Linked DNA regions of Oryctolagus cuniculus: region 2 is linked to region 1. Evidence: chromatin contacts called from public Hi-C data. All regions are on one chromosome and are shown on one strand. The core of a region is the stretch at or near the end of the contact, and the rest is flanking DNA. Distances in the headings are between cores, read along the strand shown.

What was found. Hi-C and Micro-C count contacts between places; a contact is called where the count stands out from the background.
Region 2: a contact with region 1 is called in a Hi-C map of an unstated tissue, with 4 times the contacts expected there. The contact joins two enhancer-like sites. A contact is called at or near these places in 2 of 6 Hi-C or Micro-C datasets (ear pinna and an unstated tissue).

What each region holds. Positions count from the first base shown.
Region 1 is chr4:84,323,603-84,327,990 of mOryCun1.1, reverse strand. The region is part of intron 1 of XXYLT1 (xyloside xylosyltransferase 1); the gene reads right to left. Among named protein-coding and RNA genes, the nearest start is that of XXYLT1, 9.9 kb to the right of the region's middle. Within about 2 kb of position 2,385, at least 1 of the 8 cell types and tissues checked has an H3K27ac peak or open chromatin away from gene starts, as enhancers often do.
Region 2 is chr4:84,572,847-84,577,234 of mOryCun1.1, reverse strand. No RefSeq gene overlaps it. Among named protein-coding and RNA genes, the nearest start is that of FAM43A, 170 kb to the left of the region's middle. Within about 2 kb of position 2,509, at least 2 of the 8 cell types and tissues checked have an H3K27ac peak or open chromatin away from gene starts, as enhancers often do.

The sequences.
Region 1 (4,388 bases), core at 1,136-3,635:
GGCTCCTGGCTTTGGATCGGCGCAGCTCCAGCCCTTGCAGCCATCTGGGGAGTGAACCAGCAGATGGAAGACCTCTCTCTCTGCTTCTGCCTCTCTGTAACTCTTTCAAATAAATTTTTTTAAAAAAGTGAATATGCCTGGCTGGTCGCAGGCTGGATTCTTACAATCACATGCTGCTGCTGAAGGTCAAGGACATCAAATTCTACAGGCCCGAGAGGCACGTCCACAGCGTGTCCGTGGGCTGCTCCTGTGCCTATGCCTGGAGGACAGAGGGAAATGACAGCCCTGCTCTCCAGCCACTCACTGAGGGCCTGGGCTCAGCACATGGACCGGGGGGCTGTAGGGGTAGCCAGGGTGGAGTGATCAATCAAGGGTGGATCCCCACACAGCTGGCACCCTCAGAGCTTCACCTGAAAGGGTGATGGAGTCGCTCAGGTAAAGAGGAGAGGGATGGGTGCCAGTTCAAGCCCTCGCTGCTCTACTTCCAGTCCAGCCTCCTGCTAATGCACCCAGGAAAGCAGCGGAAGGTGGCCCATGTCCTTGGTCCCCTACATCCATGTGGGAGACCCAGATGGAGTTCCAGGCTCCTGGCCTCCAGGCCACTGCGGCCATCTGGGCAGTGAACCAGCAGGTAGAAGATCTCTTTCTCTGTCTCTCCCTGTCACTCTGCCTTTCATATAAATAAAAATAAATCTTTAACAAAAAAGGGGGGGGGGGAAATGAGTGTTCCCGGAAGAGGGCTGTGAGGTGGTGGGGGACACAGCTCCAGGGGTGAGGCCCCTGGACACCGGGTAGACAGGGCTCTGCTGTCGCCTGCAGCTCCTGTTCTGCCCTCCTGCCCAGAAGGTTCACCCCTGTCCCCGTGGCCCCCCTCCGCTCTGGCTATGAGTCTCCTGCCAGGCACAGAGACTACCCCACTGTCTCGCTTCCATCATCTCCAAGATGGGCAGGTCCTACCTACTGATTCACCATGGATGCGCGCGCTCAGCGCTGCCTGGCTCCCACAGCCAGCGGCATCTCCATCCCGACAGAGCAGGCCCAGGCACACTGCAATCCCCTGCCCGACAGCAGGGGGCCCGAGGACCCCAGCAAAGCTCACACCACGCCTGATCCTGCACCGGCTTTTCAAGCAGGACTGCTCCAGCTGACCACCTGCCAGAGCAGCCCCGCAGACCACCACCCTGGGCAGGTCTCAGGAGCTCAGCCTTGGCCTGCCGCGGTGACCCGCCCTCTGGACACCTCTCAGCATTCAGTACTGAGCCACAGGGACCCCACGGAGGCTGACTATGATGGCCTGCCCTTCTTTAAATCCTTTGCAGTTTTTGTCATTTGCCCCAAGGTCAAAAAGAGTACAAACAACCTGTGTGAGCAATTAGACCAAGAAACAAATCAAAAACGATAAAGAAGAGGTAAACAGAACATCAGACGTGCTCCGGGTTCACTCACTGCAACAATTAGAGCTTTCTAGAAACGACGGAAACTTCACAGAGGAGATTCCATCGCGCAGAAAACACGAGACCCTCCAGGGCCCCTCAGGCGCCGCAAAGCACAGGGACTCTGGGACACTAAGGGACCTGCCCCAGCACCCAGGCTGGGCTCCGCCGAGGGGGGAGACCCAGAGCAGGGCCCAGAGCTCACCACGCCCTGCTAACGCTGCAGGGCAGGGGGCAGAGCCCTGCGGTTTGGGGGGGTGGAGGAGGAACCATCAGCACAACAGGACACCCTGAAATAAGGCCGGCAGAACGCAAGCTGGCAGCACCCTCCACTGGCTGGAGAGTACAAGGTGTTTCCCAGAACTGGACTCAGAGGGTCCGGGTGCCCAACCCCTCCGCTGGGCTCCCTGTGCTGGGCAGGGCTCGGTGGGTTACACCCACTACACCCAGGTCTGAGGTATCTCCCTGGCAGGCGTGAGCCCCAGTGAGGAGCAGGGCGCTTCCCCAGTCGTGGGACGCAGGGCAAGGGGGAGGAGGAGCACCTGTTCTCCAGCCTGGGCCAGACCTGCATAGTCCTGGACACCTCCAGAGCATGGCTTAATCAGGCTGCTTAGCAGTAATCACCCTAATAAATAAAACAAATGGCTTTAATTTAAAACACATTAAGTTCACAGCAGGCTTCCTGCCAGCTGACAGGGCCTGGCTCAGAACTGAATGGGGGTGGGGTGGGGGTGAGGTTGCTGCTCCGCCCAGGGTCCCCAGGGAAGAGGCCCCTGCGGCCTGGGGGAAGAGTGAGGGGTGATGACACGCCGGGCCACGCCACCTCCGGCACACCCACTCTCACCAGGAAGCATAAGCCCCTTCAGTGGCAGGAACCCCAGGTGGGGGAGTCGGGCAGCGCCGGGCAGGGGTCGCAGGGTTTTCAAAGCAGGGGGGAGGAAGTGAAGGCTCAGAACGGCTCTGACTCCTTTGATCCCGGTCCCTTCCTAAACACAAGGGGGCGCGCCGAGAGGGAAGAACAGGGACTTAGGGCGCCAGCTTTGCAGACACTCGGGTCCCGGAGCGCAAACGCGGGCCCGCGGCGCCCCCAAGCGGCCACACGGAGCGCCGCGCCCGGCCCGGCCCCGGGAAGCTCCTCCCGGGGCAGAGGGGCAAACCTGGCTGCCCCAGCACTGCCTCCATGTCGGTGAGCAAGCCAAGCAGGGCTCCGAGGCTGTGCCCAGGGCAAGCGCAAGGGCCGGCGGCTGGCGAGGCGGGCTCGGCCGGCTCAGCCTCCGGCACGGGGCCACCCCACCTGTCTCCTCCTCTAGTCGCCACAATCCCGCGAGGTGTGGAGCAAGCACAGGTAGAAAGTCCAGGGCACTGGGCCCAGCTCCTCGCCATTATTCTCTTGGGGTCTTCACAGGATGCACACTCCCCTGCCGACTTCAGGCGTAGCGTCACTGTACACATCAGCCATTTCCAAACCCGGCCTCCGAATATGCACATTTCCAGAGCCATCCTCTAAAGGTGGGGAGGGAAGCGTGGAGGTGGCTGGTGTTCTTGTAAAACGCGCTTTGGTCAGTGGTTAAGAAAAATACCAAAGGGCTGGAGTTGTGGCGCAGCAGGTTAAGCCACCTCCTGCAGCACTGGATCCTGTATGGAAGCGCGGGTTCAAGTCCAGGCTGCTCTGCCTCCAACCCAGCTCCCTGCTAATGCACCTGGGAAAGCAGTGGAAGACGGCCCAAGTGCTTGGGTCCCTGCACCCACAGGAGAGACTGGCATGCAGTTCTAGGCTCCTGGCTTCCACCTGGCCCAGCCTCAGCTGTTTTGGCCATTTTAGAAGTGAACTCGCAGATGGAAGATCTCCTTCTCTCCTTTCAAATAAATAAAATAAATCCATTTAAGAAAAATAACTACAAACAAAAATACCAAATGCATGTGAGTGATTGTCCTTAGCAATCAACTCATTAGGAAAATGTAAATCAAGCCCACAAAGGAACACCACGTCCCACACAGAAGAGCTACGATAAAAGACAGGGCCAGCGTAGTGGCACAGCGAGTTAAGCTACCGCCAGAAACGCCAGCATGCCATATGAGTCCCGGCTGCTCCACTTCTGATCCAGCTCCCTGGGAAAGCAGCGGAAAATGGCCCAAGTGCCCATGCCACCCACGTGGGAGACCCAGATGGAGTGCACAGCTCCTGGCTTCTGCCTGGCCCATCCCTGGCCATTGCAGCCACGTGGGCCTGGCCTAGCCCTGTCCATTGTGGCCACGTAGGGAGTGAGTCAGTGGATAAACGATATCTTCCCCCCAACATCGCTCTGCCTTTCAAATAAAGAAATAAGCTTTTGGACACAGCAAGTGCGGTAAGGATGTGGAGAAGCTGCTGGTGGGAGGAGACGCTGGGGCAGCTATTTCAGAAAGGAGCCTGACAGCTCCTCCAAAGGTCAAAGTTGACATAGGACCCAGCCATCCCACGACCAGGCCACACCCCGGGCATCTGAGAACGGAACTGATAAGCCAACGTGCACTTCAACACCTGTCATAATAGCCACAGAGCGGACACAATGCCAGTGTCCACCAAGGACCAGTGGATTGTGCGGGACTACATTCCAGCGAGTATTACACAAGCAGGAAAAGGAATGACGCCCCCCCCCACACACATGTGCTACGACACAGGTCTTCAGAACATGCAACATGGTGGAAGCCAGACACCAAGGCCACACGTGGGTCAGCACATTGATATTAAATGTCCAGAATAGAGACAAGCGGACTGGTGGTTTCCGGGTGTAGGGGACAGAGGAACGGGTCTGAAAATGTTCTCAAATTAACGAACAGCATGATAAATATGCTACAAACCACTGAACCGTACACTTCAAAGGGGTAGATTTTAAGGTGTTAGTTACAGCTCTACTTTTTCATGGCAAAAAAACAAAAACGTCCATCTTTTTCAAAATGGCCTGTGAGAACGAA
Region 2 (4,388 bases), core at 1,260-3,759, 250 kb before region 1:
GCTTTTCCAGCCACCTGCCGTCTTCAAGTCCTGATGGCTTGCAAGAAGCAAGACACGAACGAAGGTAAGGTTTCAGGGGATGAAGTCTTGGCTGGGTCCTCTCTTCTCAAAAATCCCAATCACTGGTCTGAATTCCTTTCCTTTTTTTTTAAAGAGTTATTTTCTTTATTTGAAAGAGTTACAAGAGAGTGGCTCACTCCACAGATGGCCACGATGCCCCAGGCTGGGCCAGGCTGAAGAGCCAGGAGCCAAGAGTTTCATCCAGGTCTTCCACATGCATATAGGAGCCCAACCACTTGGGCCATGCCCGCTGCCTTCCCAGGTGCATTAGCAGGGAGCTGGATTGGAAGAGGATCAGCCAGGAAATAAACCATCAACCATATGGGATGCCGGCACTGTAGGTGGAGGTTCTATCCAGTCTGCCACAGCGCCAGCCCACCGCAACCCCTATTCCCAGTGAGACTTTCTAATCATTACAAACGACAAACATATGAGAGACTTTAAGCTGGCAGGGACAAGTAGCTCTGCCTCTCAAAATAAACAACATGGGTCAGTGCTTTGGTGTAGTGGGTAAAGCCACCGTCTACAGAGCCAGCACCCCAAATGAGCACCAGTTCAAGTCCCAGCTGCTCCACCTCTGATCCAGCTCTCTGCTATGTCCTTGGAAAGCAGAAGAAGATGGCCCAAGATGGTGTGGGAGACCCAGAAGCAGCTCCTGGCTCCTGGCCACGGATTGGCACAGTTTTGGCCGTTGAGGCCATCTGGGGAGTCAACCAGTGGATGGAAGACCCCCTCTCTCTCTGCCTCTCTGCAACTCTGCCTTTCAAATAAATAAATAAATCTTTAAAAAATAAATAAATCTTGCTGAACATAAGTATGTCCCAAATATTGTTCAGGATTCATTTGTCTGAAATCTAAATGTGACCGGGTGTCCTCTGTTTTTGCTAAATGTGCTGCTATCCAAGATAGGGACGCTGGGGCGAGGGGATGGAGGGTCATTTCCACAGGTGTTCTGGCCCCAGTGCTGTCCACTGAGCTGTGTGTTCATGGAGCAAAAGCCAGGGGGAGGGCAGGCAGCAGGTGCAGTGAAACTGGCATCCTTTAGTCACCATATCCTCACATCCCCCCATCCCCCCGTGTTGCTGGGCAAGGCTCGCTCAAGTCCAGCCACCTGTGGAGGCCAGCTCCACTGAGAACCAGGCAGCGAAGCACTGCTCATGGAAATATTGCAGTTGGCCAACGCCATGGCTCAACAGGCTAATCCTCCGCCTTGCGGCACCCGCACACCGGGTTCTAGTCCCGGTCTGAGCACCGGATTCTGTCCCGGTTGCCCCTCTTCCAGGCCAGCTCTCTGCTGTGGCCCGGGAGTGCAGTGGAGGATGGCCCAAGTGCTTGGGCCCTGCACCCCATGGGAGACCAGGAGAAGCACCTGGCTCCTGCCTTCGGATCAGCGCGGTGCACCGGCCGCAGCGCACCGGCCACCAATGGCAAAGGAAGACCTTTCTCTCTGTCTCTCTCTCTCACTATCCACTCTGCCTGTCAAAAAAAAAAAAAAAAAAAAAAAAAAAGGGAAATATTGCAGAGTCCCCGGAAAGCCTTTTCGCGTGTTCAGCCGTGAGCTGCGTCAGGTTGGGGCCAAGTCTGTCTCACCTACCAAGGGCAGCCTTGACTACAGCTGCTGGAAACAGCCTGGAAGAATGACCTCTCCTCTTAGGGCTCCATGGTTTTAATTTCCAAGGTCAGCTCCTGCTACATGAGCAGAAACACTCCAGGGTAGCACAGGGGCTCTGCAACGCTCAGAACTCAGGGGCCTCGGGCTGCTAGGACACTCAGAGGTCACAGACTCCGAACCCCGAGGGCCCTTTATCAGGCACCCTACAGCATCCTTTAAACACTTCTGATGGTGAGAGGTGGTATCACCTCTCACCCACACCTCCGCCCGTCCTGCGCCCCTGCCACCCACCTGGAGGAAGGGTGGCCTGGTGGAGGACGCAGCTGAGTGGGACGCCGCCTCTTCCCCCGGAGCCCGTGACGTCCGTCACTCCTAGGAGATCACGCCAATGTTGCCGCTATTGTTCGGTTTTGGCGAGGAGATGCCGGTTTGTTCTCCCCTGGGGGTTGGTCATGAGTCACCACAGTACATCCTCAGGAAGCGGCTCACTGGACTCCTGAAATGGCCAGCTCCCGTGGGGGACAGGGGTCCAGGAATTGTCACAGCTCAGCACACAGGCAGGACCTGCAGGCTCTGGTGGCTGTCCCCTTCAGGAGTGGCAGGGTTAACACCGAGGAGGAAAGAAAGAGCAGTGGCCATGGGCAGGCCTCCTTGGGAGGTGGGGGATCATAATAGGGAGTCTGGGGGAAGGGCCCAGCCAGCACCCGCACAGAGAGGCACCCCGCCGAAGCCCACTGCCCTTTCTCCTTCCTAGGGATGGGATGAGCCCTGGGGCAGGCATGCTCACGGAGTCTGCACATCCTGGTGATGCACCTGCACCCACGGGAGCAGCACAACAGGGCTCTTCCCTCAGAACCTGAGAGGAGGAGGCCTGAGCTACAGCAGCCCCAGGCGAAATCAAGACGTGGGCAGAGCCCAGACGTGGATAAATGGATAAGCAGCACCACGAAGGAGCGGCCACAGCTGGCACAGCCCAGGGCCCATCAGCTGTGTCCTTTTCTGGAAAAGAAAGGACCCTGTAGCTCGGCCGTGCCTCCCTCTGCCCTTCCTGCGCCTCCTCCCGCTTGGCGGAGGCCCTCGTCTTTGGACGTGGCACCGATGTCATCCGCTTGACTGAGGACTCAGAAATTCTCTCTCCTGGGACTGGTGGTGGGGTGCAGGAGGCTGTCACATGAGTGCCAGTTCCAGTCCTGGCTGCTCCTCTTCCAATCCAGCTCCCTGCTAATGTACCTGGGAAAGCAGTAGAAGATGGCCAAAGTCCTTGGGCCCCTGCACCCGCATGGGAGACCCAGAAGAAGCTCCTGGCTCCTGGCTTCAGCCTGGCCTAGCCCTGGCTGTTATGGCCATTTGGGGGAATGAGCAACAGATAGATTCTCTCTCTCTCTCTCCCTCTCTCTCTCTCTCTCTCTCTCTCTCCATCTCTGCCTTTCAAGTAAATTAATTAACTAGAAAAGAAAGAGAAGGAAACACTCTTTCCTGTGTGCTCACCTCCACTTTCACAGGGCCCTTGTTTCTAAGCCAGTGGTGGTTCTTGGTATGTGTGTGTCTCACCTCCTTGGGACCACCCCCCCCCCCAGTTCCAGGGATGAAAGTGACCCCTTGAAGAGGACGTCAAGGACTTCTGGGCCCTCCAGGGATCCCGATGCTCCCTAAGACAAGTCCTGTTTCCTTCCGACCCCCGTGTCCGGGGCTGCGTGAGTGACTTTGGAAACAAAAGGGCCGTGCAGAGAAGTGGAGCTGAGTTGCGCTTCTTGGGAGGAGCAGGGGGTGGCTCAGAGCCGGGAGGGGCCCTGGGATGGAAGTTGTGTCCATTTGTCTAGGGGTAGATGTGGGGAGGATGAGAGAGGCAGGGGGAGGAAACCCCCAAGCGGAGGGGCGGGAGGAGTGGGAAGCACAGGCCATCTGGGCAGCCAGGTCCCTCCCGCTGTCCTTGACCCATGCAGCTGCGAGCCCGACTCTGAGTGCTCCGTCAGTGTCCAACGGCACAGTCCCGACGCCAGCAGCAGCCAGTGCCTGTATTTTGAGCACCCGCGACTTGCCGGGCTGGGTATGGTTTGACTGCGTCCCGCAGCGTTCCCCTGCAGGAAGCTTGGTCCCCAGCGTGGCAGCGTTGCATTGGTGGGGCCTCGAGGCCAGGCCGTGGGGCCCAGGGAGAAGGTAAATAGGGCACTGGGGCTCCACCCTTGGAAAAGATGACCGCGGGTCCTGGTGTGAGCGGGCCGCCGGGGGAGAGGGAGGCTGCCCCACCCACTTGGCCTCTCCTGCACAGAGCAGTTTCCCTTCCTGTGTCTGCCCCACCCGGTGATGCAGCCAACAGTGTCCTTGCCAGGGTTCAAACAGAGGGGCCGCCAGGTCTTGAACTTTCAGCCTCCCAAGCAGGGAGCTGGATAACCTCCTCCCCTTACACAGTTCCCGGCCGCGGGTTCATTGTCACGGCAAGGGGAAGTGGACTAAGACACGGCCACTCTTCTGAGTCTTTTTTTTTTTTTTTATCTTTTATTTAATGAATATAAATTTCCAAAGTATGACTCATGGGTTACAATGGCTTCCCCCTCCATACCGTCCCTCCCACCTGAGTCTTTTTCTTAAACACCTGTTTCTTCACCTCATCTCCCCATCAGGCTGTGTGGTAGATGCTAGTTTTATTACCCTCATCTTTCAGCTCATTCGTTAGAGGCACAGAGAGCTTACGGAACCTACCTGCAGCCACAAAGCT